2 separate regions of the Mus musculus genome follow, and region 2 is linked to region 1. Evidence: chromatin contacts called from public promoter capture Hi-C data. All regions are on one chromosome and are shown on one strand. Each heading gives the region's core, a stretch centred on a gene start, on an enhancer-like site or on the middle of the called end of the contact. The rest is flanking DNA. Distances are from core to core; before and after follow the strand shown. Region 1 holds the start of Ikzf3 (IKAROS family zinc finger 3). Region 2 holds the start of Zfp385c (zinc finger protein 385C).

Evidence for each region. Promoter capture Hi-C pulls out the DNA fragments that hold promoters and counts their contacts.
Region 2: a promoter capture Hi-C map of liver shows a contact between it and region 1, with 4 times the contacts expected there. The contact joins the promoter of Zfp385c here to the promoter of Ikzf3 in region 1.

Annotation. Positions count from the first base shown.
Region 1 is chr11:98,542,398-98,549,377 of GRCm38.p6, reverse strand. Ikzf3 (IKAROS family zinc finger 3) reads left to right here and starts at 3,347. Exons shown (of 8, transcript NM_011771.1): 1 at 3,347-3,634. The coding sequence starts at 3,628.
Region 2 is chr11:100,690,422-100,697,183 of GRCm38.p6, reverse strand. Zfp385c (zinc finger protein 385C) reads left to right here and starts at 4,718. Exons shown (of 9, transcript NM_001373887.1): 1 at 4,718-4,783. Gm38483 (a long non-coding RNA gene) reads right to left here. Exons shown (of 5, transcript XR_880214.3): 3 at 6,374-6,762; 4 at 6,123-6,245; 5 at 1-158. Dhx58 (DEXH (Asp-Glu-X-His) box polypeptide 58) reads left to right here. Exons shown (of 13, transcript NM_030150.2): 11 at 18-208; 12 at 973-1,069; 13 at 1,842-2,300. The coding sequence ends at 2,027.

The DNA.
Region 1 (6,980 bases), core at 2,098-4,597:
CAGCCTGGTCCACAGAGAGAATTCCAGGACAGCCAGGGCTACATAGAGAAACCCTGTCTCAAAACAAACAAGCAAGAAGAAAAGAAATGAGAGAGAGAGAGAGAGAGGGAGAGAGAGAGAGAGAGAGAGAGAGAGAGAGAGAGAGTTAGTTTGGGTCTTGGAAGTATCCATGTAAATGTTTGATGTAAGCTTTGTGCTTTAGTTTTGTTTACTTATTTTGAGACAGTGTTTCTCTGTGTACCTCTGGCTGACCCAGAACTTGTTATATAGTCCAGACTGGCCTCCTAGAGATCTGTCTGCCTCTGCCTTGTGAGTGCTAGAATTAAAGGCAGGTAGCATCATGCTGGGCAGCCCAGACAAACCTTGTCATCTGACTCTATGGAGACGCTACATGAGCTGGGTTCACTATGAAATCTATACTGATTTCCTTTATTTCTCAATATCTCATTTAAACTGATTTAGGTCAGTAATTCAGTATATGATAGATATTTTTATAGAAGACAAATTTATTTGATTTTTAAAAAAGATTTATTTATTATTTTATCTAAGTACACTGTAGCTGTCTTCGGATGCACCAGAAGAGGGCGTCAGATCTCATTATCGACGGTTGTGAGCCACCATGTGGTTGCTGGGATTTGAACTCAGGACCTATGGAAGAGCAGTCAATGCTCTTAACCACTAAGCCATCTCTCCAGCCCTAGAAGACAAATTAATAATGCTGATATCACAAGGCACTATTCTAACATGAAACATTACATATTGATACTTGCCAAGGCACAGTTGTACACTTGGGCTATCCTGTCTTTCCTTCTTTTCTCTTTTTCTTTCCTTTTAACAAAGAGGGTCTTTCTGTATAGCCCTAGTTGTCCTGGAACTTTCTTTATAGACCACACTATCCTCAAACCAGAGATACTCTTGCCTCAGCTTCCCAAGTGCTGGGATTAAAAACATGCAGTCTATGCCTGGCATGATACAGCATTGTTAATTAAAGTTCATATTTTTAATATTTCCGTAGTTTATCTGCACCAGAGTCACACTCAGGCTTTCGTGTCACATTTAGTTGTGCTGTCCCCTCAGGTTCTTCTGAGCTGTTGACAGTTTCTCAGACTTTTCTTGTTCTCTTTCTTCTCTTGTTTTCTTTCCTTTTGGTTGTTGTTGACTTTGACAGTTAAGGACTGCTTTGAAGATCCGGACTCAGCCTTAAATGATCAAGTATTTTGTGGAAAGACTCTCTTGGACTTTGCTTGATGGTTTTTCTCATTATTGCATAGAATTATAGATTTTTGTGAGGATGGCAGCAGAAAAGTGACGTTCCCAATACATCATATCACTGATACATACTAACATCATACTTTACCACTGTTTTGTTTTGGTTTTTTTCGAGACAGAGTTTCTCTGTGTAGCTCTGGCTGTCCTGGAACTCACTTTGTAGACCAGGCTGGCCTCGAGCTCAGAAATCCGCCTGCCTCTGCCTCCCAAGTGCTGGGATTAAAGGCGTGCACCACCACGCCCGGCTACTTTTCCACTTTTAATGTTAAATGCATTAAATGTTTGTCAGGTTACTCCATATAAGGTTATCCCTTGCCCCCAATACTGTACTGTTTGTACTCTGCACTTAAAGAGGAGAGATTTATGCTCCACCCACTTGAGGGTAGAATTGCTACACAAATGGTTGTACGGCTCTGCTTTTTATTTGTCTCTTCAGGTATCTGGAGAGACTGGAATAAGCAGCAAACAGCATGGTAACAGTTTGCTGTTCTGTATAGAGAACATTGTAACAGAAACCCCCAAGTTTCTCTCTGTCTTTTAAATAACCAATTAACTATTCATCCTTCTCATCCCTGTGAAAGTGTACAGTTCCTCTTCTGCTACTTTTGACGTTGCTATTTTTGCTTTTAGAAACTAACAAACAACAAATTTCCCCTTTTCAGTACTAAAATTAAACCTTAGTGTTTATTAAACCTTAGAATGTCTCCGAGCTCCATATTGTCCTGCAGAACTCATGTCAGTGGAGATGCTGCTATGGTTCTGTGATCTCAGAGACAATGTGAGCCACTCGTGTTATATATGCATATGTACACAAACATGGAATATAGAGTTCACAGACTGCCTATATACCAAGGCACTAGTTAATGTGAGCTCGGGTTCATGTTTTCAGTGTGCTTGCTTAGCTCAGAAGTATGATTTTCTTCAGATACAGATAGATGGCTGATGTACAGTTCTCAACCTTTCCTCTCAAATGTGTGTGTGTGTGTGTGTGCGCGCGCACGTGCACACATCTGTCGGTCTTTTTGAAGACAGGGTCTCTCTATTATAAAGCCCTGGCTGTCCTGGAACTCAATGTGCAGATCAGGAAGGCTTCAAGCTCATGGGGATCTCCTTGCCTCTTGCCTTCCCAGTGATGGGATCAAAGGTGTTGCACCCCCATACCTGGCTTCAAATATATTTGTGTAACTAACAAGATGATGAAAGTGGGACCATTCCTTCCACCCTGTTGGCATCGTTAGAAATGCCCCTCTGAGCCCCATCTCTTAGGACTTCAGCGTGATGAACCGCTGAGCTTTGAAAAACTGTTCTGCCTTCAGTTCCTCTCCCCCCTCCCTCCTGTCAAATGCTTTCCTCTCTAAAGTGTAGATGATGGGAAAGGATGTTGATTGGCACGCCTCTGTGAACCAACACCTTCCCTTGACTTAGTCCCTCTACCCCACATAGCTTCACTCTGTATTCTTCTGACACACCATACGTGGGTTTTTGTAAAGTGTCCTATTTAGAGGAAAGAAGATTCGTAGGAAATGAACACACATATGTACTGCTGTCTTTTTTTTTCTTTCTCTCTCTTTTTCTTTTTTCAGCGCTGGCAAACCAACCAGTTCTCAGAAAGGACAGCAAAATGAGAGAATTGTTCCCTCAAGTTAAAAAGTTGGAGAGCCGTAAATGCCAACGCACTTTTGAACTATCTATAAATCTGAACCAAAGACTTTTTAAAGTTTGTTTTCTGAGAAATGGCTCATACTGTAATGTGGGGCTGGCCTGCAACTGATGGCAATCCTCCTGCCTCAGCCTCTCAAGTGCTGGGATCATAGTGGCGGGCCACTCCAACTGGAGTGAAAAACCAAAGGGCGACGGGGGTTGGGGGGAGACCGCCATAAATAACTCAATGAAGTGAGTTCTCACTGACAGTTCTCAAGACCGTCATCCCTGAGTCTAGATAAAAAGTTCCAGGTCCTTCCGTGTCAGGCAAATCTGGAAGTTGGGCTTACGCACACCGCTCGGCTCTCCTTGCGACAGCGCCCTCATCCCCGGTGTTTCTCAAGTAGACGTCCCGAGACGGTCGCTGAGGCACTGTTTCCACGCGATCAGGGTTCCTCAGGCTTGACATTCAAAAGTGGGTGCGGAACCCGCGGCACTCGGAGCGTGCTTTAAAGCGGCCGCCAGCCAGCGCCGCTCTAACCTCGCGCCCCGGCTGCCGGCGGCTCCCGCCCTGCATCTGCGCCGACGCGACCGAGCGATCCCGGGGCCTCCCTGCGCCCGGAATCTCCCGCCAGCCGCGCGGGTCCCCACGGCAGCAGCACGTGGAGCGGCCGCGGAGCCTGAGCGACAGCTGCAGCCCGCGCGGCCCGCGGCGACATGGAAGGTGAGCTCGGCGCCGCTGCGCTGGGGGCTTTGAGCAGCCGGAGCGGCGCGCGCTCAGAGGCTCGGCTGGCTTCCTTCTGAATCTCGGTTTTGCTTCTATTTATTTCTTTTAATTTAAATGCGTGTCCGTTCTCAGACACCCCCTCCCCCAACTTGGGAAAGTGCTAAGTTCTCTTCAGTTTTATTTCTTGGGGGTTGTGAGACGGGGGCATATGTATGGGTCACCTTAAATCTGCAAAGGACAAACAGTCTTGGGTGTCCCTAAGTTTGGCACCAAACCTGGGACGGAATAATCTCCCCCTCCCCCGGGTTGGGGGTGGGGGGGACGCTCCGCGGTCTCAGTCTCCATAGGAATTAGTTTAATCTTAGTTACTTGAGTCTACTTTTCTGTAATGTGACTTTTCTGTGAATACTGTCTTAGTGGCTAAGGGCATATTTGAAAATGATTAGCAATTGTAGTTAGTTAGCTTGGAAATCAAATGAACTTAAAAAAAAAAACAAAAAACAAAACCAAAGGGGGGAAAAAACCCGAAACAAAAATAAGGCTCACGTTAAGGGTTTCATTTGAATTCATTTCGGAAGTTATAGCTTTGCTTCTCAGAAGCCTCGCAGTATGAACTTCCTTAAGATAAGTGCAATTTCACATTTTCAACAAGTGTTTCTAAAACTCTGAAGATGGAAGATGTGGCTCAACTTTGGGGGAGGAGAGGTGGCCCTGAGAAAATCAGAAGTTGAGCGCTGCATTCGTTTAAAGGAGAGAGATACTGACGCTTACCTAATTGAAGTGTTGGTCTGTAAATATTATGAATATCACAGTTACTTTCTTCATGATGGTTGAAGAATCTCTTTTAACACATGAACCTTGATCTTTTGGCATCTTTATTTAGTTCTAGTGTATGTGAAGCTATGAAATATGATTAACAAGTTTGGAACACAGTTAAATATGATAAAGCTTTGTTTCACAATGCAATTGAGTGGAACACAGCCCTTAATTCTCAGCTTGTGCATGGTATGCTGGTAAATGTGGCTTCTTCTTCTTCTTCTTTTTCTTCTTCTTTTTCTTCTTCTTCTTCTTCTTCTTCTTCTTCTTCTTCTTCTTCTTCTTCTTCTTCTTCTTCTTCTCCTTCTCCTTCTCCTCCTCCTCCTCCTCCTCCTCCTCCTCCTCCTCCTCTTCCTCCTCCTCCTCCTTCTCCTTCTTTTCTTCTTCTTCCTGCTTTGACTAATGTAAACATATTTTTTTCTCTCAGTAAAATGGCAAGTGGTAATGCAAAGCTTTTAAATGTCCGCTGTTGAATGATGCTTCAAACATTTTCTCGTGAAAAAAAAAAAAAAAACCTGTATACTTCTAATGTTTTAGTGTCAAAGTTTAAAAAATAACTTCAAATTGTTTTGACACTTAAATAATGATCTATGAAATGTAATATTTTACATGTAAAAGTTTCCTCATCCAAGAACAGAGGGGTGGGGGGGTTGGCATGGTGTATACTATAGGAAACTTTATTTTAAAACGAGCTCCCATGCTTTAATTATTACAAATAATCTCTTTTCCTGAAGTTGCTGGCCAGTTCTCCAATACCATGTCCTAGTTTTAACCGTGTCGTTTATTAGGAATAATGTAAACCCACAACTGGAGTATTTTTGTGCAAATGCTATTAGCTGATTAGTTATTCAAGATGCAATACAGACACTAAGCTAAATAGCTTACTTTAGGACATGGGTCTACTTACCAGGCTCTTCAGTAGGACCCATAAAGACTTCCTGAAGGAAAAGACAATGAAAACTTGTATAGTTCAGCATTTGTAGACTATACGTGAGACAAGAATGTATAGAATATAGGTTAATTATTTAAAGAAGTTATGAGTGTGGATGGCTAGATTAAATAGATACAAAGAGATAGATATCATATGGTATATTTAATACACAAATTCAGTCTTTAAATAAAAGCAAACTAAAAAAGGTTAATATGTGAGTTTGGTCATTTTAATGTTAGGTCCTTGAGGTTAGAATAGTTGATGTAGTAAAATAACTAAAAATAATCTAGACTAATTAGAATAATCTGGCTAATTTTGATTGTTTATTGAGACAATGCAGGGTTAGCCTTGAACTCACTATAGCCCAGGCTGACCTTGAGCTCATGGCAATCCTCCTGCTTTAGCTTCCTGAGTGATGAGATTATAGGACTCACAGCATCTTGTTGACTCATGTTTTTGATATTTAAAATAAGATACTTTGTACTATTTTGATATTTGCTGTTAGAGAGATTTGACTTGTATCATAGCGCTCTGTCTTACTGATATAAGAATGTATGTCATAAAAATGTCTGACTTAAAAATGCATTATATATATCTTCTCATGTCAGATGCCTTTGTTTCTGCCTAATATGCCACAGTTATTGTGAACTGCAAGAGCACACAGTTATTCCTTCATTCCTATCACCTTTTCACCCATTTATCTTTGCAATCATCAACAGACTTGGGGGGGCATTCTCTGTGTGGAGATGTCAGATGAAATAAGCCTTTAAAATAGAGACCTTAGGCTCTATCTATAAGGCTGTATCTTTTCATTAAAATGTAATCTTTCATGTAAAACTGAAGAGCTTACCAAATTAAAACTGATAGCATTTGTCTCCCCACAGTCAGGGACCTGGGGTATTTGTACCCAAGGCTAGGGACCACCGATGCTGCATGGCTCTGTGGCACTACGTCCGTCCATACTACCACAAGCAGCGGTTTTATCCGGAGTGGCTCAGAGAACAGGCGATTCACAAGGCTGACTTTCCCATGGGTTTCTTGCTTGTCCTAAAGTCTTCACGTTAACCATATGCAAAGATTTTTTTTAAGGTGTATCTCTTTTACATAAATTGTTTATTGTATTTCATATGTATTCATCTTTCTCCTGCATGTACGTATATGTAACACATGCCTGTCCGGTGCCCACAGTGCTCATGGAGGGCAGACGAGGGTGTAGAGTCCCGTGGGACTGGAGTTAGAGGTTGTGTACCACCACGAGCATGCTTGGAACAGAACTAGAGTCTCCTGTAATGACAGCTGTGTTCTTAACTGCTGAGGTATCTCTCCCATCCCAAATGTGTATATATTTTGTACAGCTTCCTGCTTTTTAAACAAGGTGCATATCAGGACATGATCTCAGTGCTTCCGGGTCATCCTATAGACTACGGGGAACCTGTTCTAGCTTTCATTCCCATGGGATATTTACAACAGCACAGAACTGGATGCCCCTGCATTAAATAGTTCTTTATTATGCTATCTTTTTTTTTTAAAAGATGTTGACTTCTGTTGTTTAGTTCAGTTTGTGGAATTTATGGTAGTCATTTTCTTTTTCCAGTT
Region 2 (6,762 bases), core at 3,469-5,968, 2.1 Mb before region 1:
CCCGCCCTCTTCTCCAGATCCGGGACTTGCAGCAAGCATCTCTAGTTAAGCGGGCAGCACGCGCGGCCCATCGGGAGATCCAGCAGGGGCAGTTCCTACCGGAGCACGTGCAACTTCTCTGCATCAACTGTATGGTGGCCGTGGGCTACGGGAGTGACCTGCGGAAAGTGGAGGGCACCCACCACGTCAATGTGAACCCCAACTTCTCGTGAGAGCCATGGGAGGGCTTGCAGGATGCAGAAGGGCTTTTTACCGGGTGTGGCAAGCTAAAAAGTGTTTTAGCAAGCAGGTTTTATCCCCAACAAAGAGAACTAGAATTTAGGATACAAAGAATTTAGCCATGACCTGAGTCCTTGACCCTACCCACTCTCAGGATATCAAGAAAAGTTTAACTGTCGGGTGAGGTAGCCTGTCTATGTCACTCAGTAGGCTAGGGAGAATTTTTTTTTTTTTTTTTTTTTTTTTTTTTGGTTTTTGGAGACAGGGTTTCTCTGTATAGCCCTGGCTATCCTGGAACTCACTCTGTAGACCAGGCTGGCCTCAAACTCAGAAATCCGCCTGCCTCTGCCTCCCAAGTGCTGGGATTAAAGGCGTGCGCCGCCACCACCACCCAGCTGCAGTATCTTTTTCAATATTTGGAACATAAGTTATATGTCACCTAGGTAGGAGAAGGAGGGTGATGGGGTTTAAACACGGGAAATGAGTCTAGGCAGAAGTGAGAGAGCATAATTACCCTGAGAGGAATGATGGCAGGGATGGGGCTCGGGATCCAAGGATGTTCTCTGGATGCAGGAATAGGGTGTGGACAGGGCAGGCCAATCCTCCTGGGGACTAGAGTTCCTGATTCTGGGAAATTCTCTATCTTGACAGGCAGAAAGGTCAGATGTCTTGGGAGGGACTCAGCCAGTTACAGGACATGGAATCTGGGGTTCAGGGGCTCCAGAAGGGCTCTGTCTACTCCATTCTTTCTAGGGTCTACTATACCACCTCCCAGAACCCTGTGGTCATTAACAAGGTCTTTAAGGACTGGAGACCTGGAGGAACCATCAGGTGCAGTAACTGTGGGGAGGTAAGTAAAAGGCTATAGCCCAAGGCAAAGAGCCCTCAGCCCTGGACTCCAGAGGCCCTTGGTTTGGGAAAGGAGGCCTAGCTGCACCTTCCAGTCGTCACCCCAGGTGGGAACCACGCCTGCTCTGGGAGACCCTCTGTCCTTCTGTCTGAGAGACCCGCCGTCTGTCCTGTAGTCCCCTGTAGCTTGACCTTTTACTATTTTGCATGTTCCTTTTTCTTCCACCCTTCTTCACTTCTTTATTCACCCTTTCAAGCCCCTAACCCTAGGTAGGAGAGAAAAAAAGGATAGAGGGGGAAGGGGGCGATATTATCGGTAGACAACTTCCTGATGATTTGGGGCATCGAGTTCCTTGGGGCCAGTATGATCTTCACTGTCAGGATATCTAATTTCTTCTTTTCATCTCTTTGTACCCAATGCAACCAACATCATCCAACCACCAACTAGCCTCTTCTATCTTTGCTCTAGCATTTATACACCCTCTGAAGGGTCCCCAGACTTCCAGACGTCAAAACCACACCCTTGCTAGAGCACCAAGCAAATCACTGTCATTTGCTGTGGACAATCCAAGGCCGCCCCATATTACACACCTGGGATTAAAATTAAAACACTCTCATGAATCTGTGTTTTTAAAGAAACCAAAAATTTCATTATAGTCCTGTCTTAGGGAGCCTCCTGCATGATGGCCTCTGGTGGTAGATATGGGGCTGGTCATCACAGAAGTCCAGTTTAAGGATAGAAAGCCACGTGCTTCCATCTGTTCCACCATCAGGTCTGGGGCTTCCAGATGATCTACAAATCAGTGACCTTGCCAGTGCTCAAAATCGGAAGCATACTACTGGAAACACCTCGAGGGAAGATCCAGGCCAAAAAGTGGTCCCGGGTGCCTTTCTCCATACCAGTCTTCGATATCCTGCAGGACTGCACACAAAGCCTGTCTGAGCTCTCCCTGGACTGACCCCCTTGTGACTGCAGTACCTAGGTCAAACTGCAGGGGGCAGGAGAGTCCAGCAAGCCATCCTCCTTCCCCTGGCTAGCACTCTGGTCAGGGTACCCCTTTATTCTGCTGCAGAGATCTTAAACACATTGGATGGAGTTGGAAGATGAACGCAGGAGAATTATTATGCCATGATGTTCTAAGAACTACAACATCCCTCCCTTGCCCAAGCACCTTGTAGGTTTTGTTTTTGTTTTTGAGGCTCTTCATAAATTAAAGGTGTAGTAGAGAATATGTAACGGTTTTTATTTTGAAGTGTAATTGATGGAAAATAAGCTTCATTAGTGTGCCATGCCTCCTCCTAGTCAAGAGATGAACGCACCCTCGCAGATGTCTTTGTTTCCACTGTAAGGCCTATCTTCTACCCCTCTTTGCACACTTACCTGCTTGAGTAAATTTTAATGTTAAAATATTACCCTTTGGACTAGCTGAGTTGTCAGAGCTCAGCCTACAGTGTACAAAGCCCAGGGTTTGATGTCCAGAACTGCATAAAGCCAGCATGGCGAGTGCCTACCTGGATTCTAAACACTGGAGGGGTAGAGACAGGAGGATGCTCTGATGAGATCGTTCACTGGGTAAAGTATTGCCTACAGGCCTGACTGACTGAGTTCAATCCCCCAGGACCAACTTGGGGGAAGGTGAGGGCCACCAACTTGTTTCTCTGACCTCCTCCCATGCATCCTAGTGCAGTCATAAATACTCCAGCACACACACACACACACACACACACACACACAAACACACACACACACTCCGGCACACACATGCACACACAATGAATAATAACTGTAGCTAAGATAAGTTTAAAGCCATCCTTGGCTACATTGTATGTTTGAGGTCCGCCTGGGGTTGTCTCAAAAAAAAAAAAAAAAAAAAGAAAGAAAGAAAAAAGAAAAGAAAGGAAGGAAGGAAGAAAAAAGAAAGAAAAAAGAAATGAAAGGAAAAATGTCTTCTGTGTCTGCCAAGTTCTCATGTAGATCACCAGCAGGATAAATCTGAGGTGCCCAAGACAGGGTTCACAGGCCGAGAACACACCCATCACAGAAGCGGCTCTGGGTTTCATTCCTAGATCTAAAAAGCTTCAATTTGAGGCTCTTTAAGAATGTAAAGTCCTTGTCTCCTTGCCACCCTGTGACAGGTTCTAACTCTTCAACCCCCCCCCTTGTCCCCCCTTCTCACTTGAGAAAAAGCATCCGAGAGCCAGTATTGGAGGGCTGGAGTCAGGTAGGCATGGAGCAGGGAGAATCAGAGAGGCCTAATTTTTTTTTGTTCTGATTTTAATAGAGGCAAGATCTAGGTTGATTCTTCAGGGAAAGGGCTATTTCTGTAGTAAGAGGCCCAGCAGGCACAAGCCACCTTTGGGGGGGGGGAGGGATGGAAGGGTTAGGGCAGATTCCACAGAAGGATGACAGTTCTTCCTGTTATCCAACCTGTATCTCTTCTGCTTCATTCTTGCCCTGCCTCAAAGTGCATAGAAAAGAATTGATTCTCTCTTCTCCCAGTCTTTTCTGGCTAAAGCTAAAAATTCACAGCCACTCTTTTGGGCAGCCATCTTAACTAGGGTAACTCTTTCTCAGAGTGTCCTTGGTCCCTTCAGGAGTCATCCCCCCCCAACCACCAGCCAGGAACGTGCCTTTTACAGGTCAATAAAATTAGCGACTGATGGAGGAGGGGGCGGGGGCAGAGTGCTAAGCTCAGTGGCCTTGAATGTGGCTGGACTCACGGAGTCTGGACGCCTGTCATTCCAGTGCTAAACAGTGACAGCTGAGGGACCTGCCAGGGGGGTTTGGGGTTTGGAGGAGGGCCCTGTGTTGCCAGGAGAGAGGAAAAAGATGGATGCCTAATGTCTCTCTAATCACTGGGTCTTTATATTGCTGACCTTTAGGCAGGAGTTAGGGAGGGGGTGGGGTAAGGGTGTCTCCACCCATCTTCAATTTTGTGAGACCCTCAGACTGAGGGGAGGGAGACTCAGGCAAATCTGTTCTTGTTGCTGCTTTGGGCTGGGGGGTGGGGGGTCTTCTGGCGGAGCCAGGCTTGTGAACATCTGGACCAGGCTGTCAGATAGAATTGTATAAGGTCAGGAGGACTCAGGTTTTCTAACCCTCCGAGAGTCAAGTGTAGGTTCGTTGCCAGTGCTCCTGGCACTTAGGAAGCTGAAGAAAAACTGGTGCTAGTTGAATTCAAATGTGGCCTGAGTGCAGCCTTCCTAGCCTTGGGAAAAACAAATGAGGAGGAAGAGGCAGTGGGGGAGGAGAAACATGACAATGATGATGACAAAAGGAAGGAAGGAAGGGAGAAAGAAAGAAAAAGAAGGGAGGAAAGAGAGAGCCCACACATACGTGAGCAAGCATGATTGGTGGTACATGCATGTATGTAATCCTAGCATTTAGAGGGTGGAGGCTAGAGGACCAAGAGCTCAAGGTAGTCCTGGGCTACATAAGACCCTATTTCAAATGAGACGGGGAGAGAAGGGAAAGGAAGAGATAAAAGAAAAGAAACCGGAACTCCCAGTGGCCCTGTTTCTCTGCTCTATACTCAACAACCTCAAAATGCTTACCGACTCCTCACCTTCAGGACTGGGGTGGGACTGGAGACCCCGCCCCTCCCAGCTCGTCCCCGCCCCCAGCCCGCCAGCCCCGGCCCGCGAGCCCAGAGCTTTTGCGCTGCAAACCAGGCGAGAGCAGGTGGCCACCGCCGGCTGCATCTCTTTCCTGCAGGTAAGACACTCTGAGGATCTCGAGGTCAGCTCGGAAAGACAAGGCAGAGCCTTCTGTCTCCTGCCCGTCTCAAACCTAGGGGACACCCAGAGACAACTAGGCTCGGTAGGCGGGTGCGATAAAACTCTAAGGAAGTTGGAGGGAGCCGCTGGCTCTACGGGATAATGCCAGAGTCCAAGGGCTGCGGAAAGCAGCAACGGGCAGCAGACACTACAATGTTCCGAAGGGCAGCAGGTGAACTTCGTCACCCCAAGTACCCTTTGTGTGTCCCAGGGCAATATATTCGCAGTTCGGAGTAATGGAGTGAACCGAAGGGTTTCTGTTCTGGGAGCAAGTGAGTGACAGCTGTTGCCTATCAGCGTGGGACTTGGGTTTTCTGGTGTCCCTGGGTCATCTGCATCATTTGCACTTGGCTATAGATGGCGAGAGGAGGTGGGGAATGAGGAAATGCCAGAATCCAGAGGGCCCAGGATCAGCAGGTCCATCCTGCCTAGTGTCTTAGAGTCAGACCCTGAGAATGAAGGCAGGCCTGGGATGACTGTGCCCTCTTATGTGGGATTTGGGCTTTAGGATGAGACTCTGCCTCCCAGAACTCCAGGGAGGGTTTTCTGGGAGACCTGATCTGAGATAACTCAGCTGTGATGCCAAGATTCCTGAGTCAGAAAAGAGAGGCAATTTGGGACCTTGTGAGCCACTTAAGTAAAGACCCCCGGGGTGTGGAACAGAGGGAGGGAGGGTGCTACCTAGTCCCAGTCAAGACTCCAGGAACCTTCCAGAGATCATCCCCAACCTTTGGACAGACTGAAGAGACGATTAGGGCAGGGGATTTTTTTCATGTTTTTCATGACTGTCTAGATCCAGCATTCCACGATCTCCTCCCACACACACCATCATTGTCAGGAAATTCTTCCTCGTGTATTATGTTCAAGTGTGTGTGTGTGTGTGTGTGTGTGTGTGTGTGTGTGTGTTATGTTCAAGTGTGTGTGTGTGTGTGTGTGTGAGAGAGAGAGAGAGAGAGAGAGAGAGAGAGAGAGATCTACATGCCATGGCATGTGGGTGGAGGTTGGAGGACAACTTGCTAGAGACAACTCTCGAGGTCCACCATGTATATGGATACTGGGGAATTGAACTCAGATCCTCAGGCCTGGCAGCAAGCGTCTTTATCGAAGCCATCTCATTGGCCCTTGCTCATTTCCTACCATCCTTTCTGCTTCTGGGATAGCTTCTTGCTGGGAGGCAGTGAGCTGTAGGGCAAGAGACCTTGGGGTGGGTTAGCACTGAGTCCTCGACCTCTGTCCTTGCTTCCTTACTTGAAAATGGGGTTAAGGTTAGGACCCACCTCATAGGGTAGCTGCAGGGATTTAATGAGAATTCGCAGAAGAGCATCTAGCCCGGTCTCTGGCGCCTGGTGATGGCTCAACAGGTCTAAGTGTCCCCTCCTGGGTAGGACAGCAAAGCCGATCTGCAGGGGGTGGAGGTGGGGTGGAAAATTTTTAAAGCTTGTCCAGAAAGGGAAATGCCCTTCACTCCTCCCCTGCCAGCCCCGGTCCCCTGCTGGTTCCCATCTCTGTGCTGTCCAGAACCCCTCACCTTCTCCTGGCTGTGTCGGACTTACATCTGCTGGGCGAGGCAGGATCCGGGGAGCGGCAGGGGCCCACTTGGGGCTGTGCCTAGATGGAACAAGCTCTGGCTTGGATACCCAACTCGACAAAAAATTCCCTGTGGGCGTTACCTCCCTGCCTTCCCCGCCTCCAGAAATCCACAAATTGGGATCAAACTAGGCTGGATTTTTCCAGGATGACAAATAATCCTGCCTGAAGATTGTGGGAGCTGCCCTCCAGTGGAGGGAGGGAAAGCTTCAAGCCCTGGCTCTAGTTCTGGTGGCCACCAAAGCCTGCCAATCCATGAGTACCCTTAAAATCTAGGCAAGGGAAGCAGGGCACAGGCCCTAGGCTGGGTACTTTCAAGCGTTCTGCTCT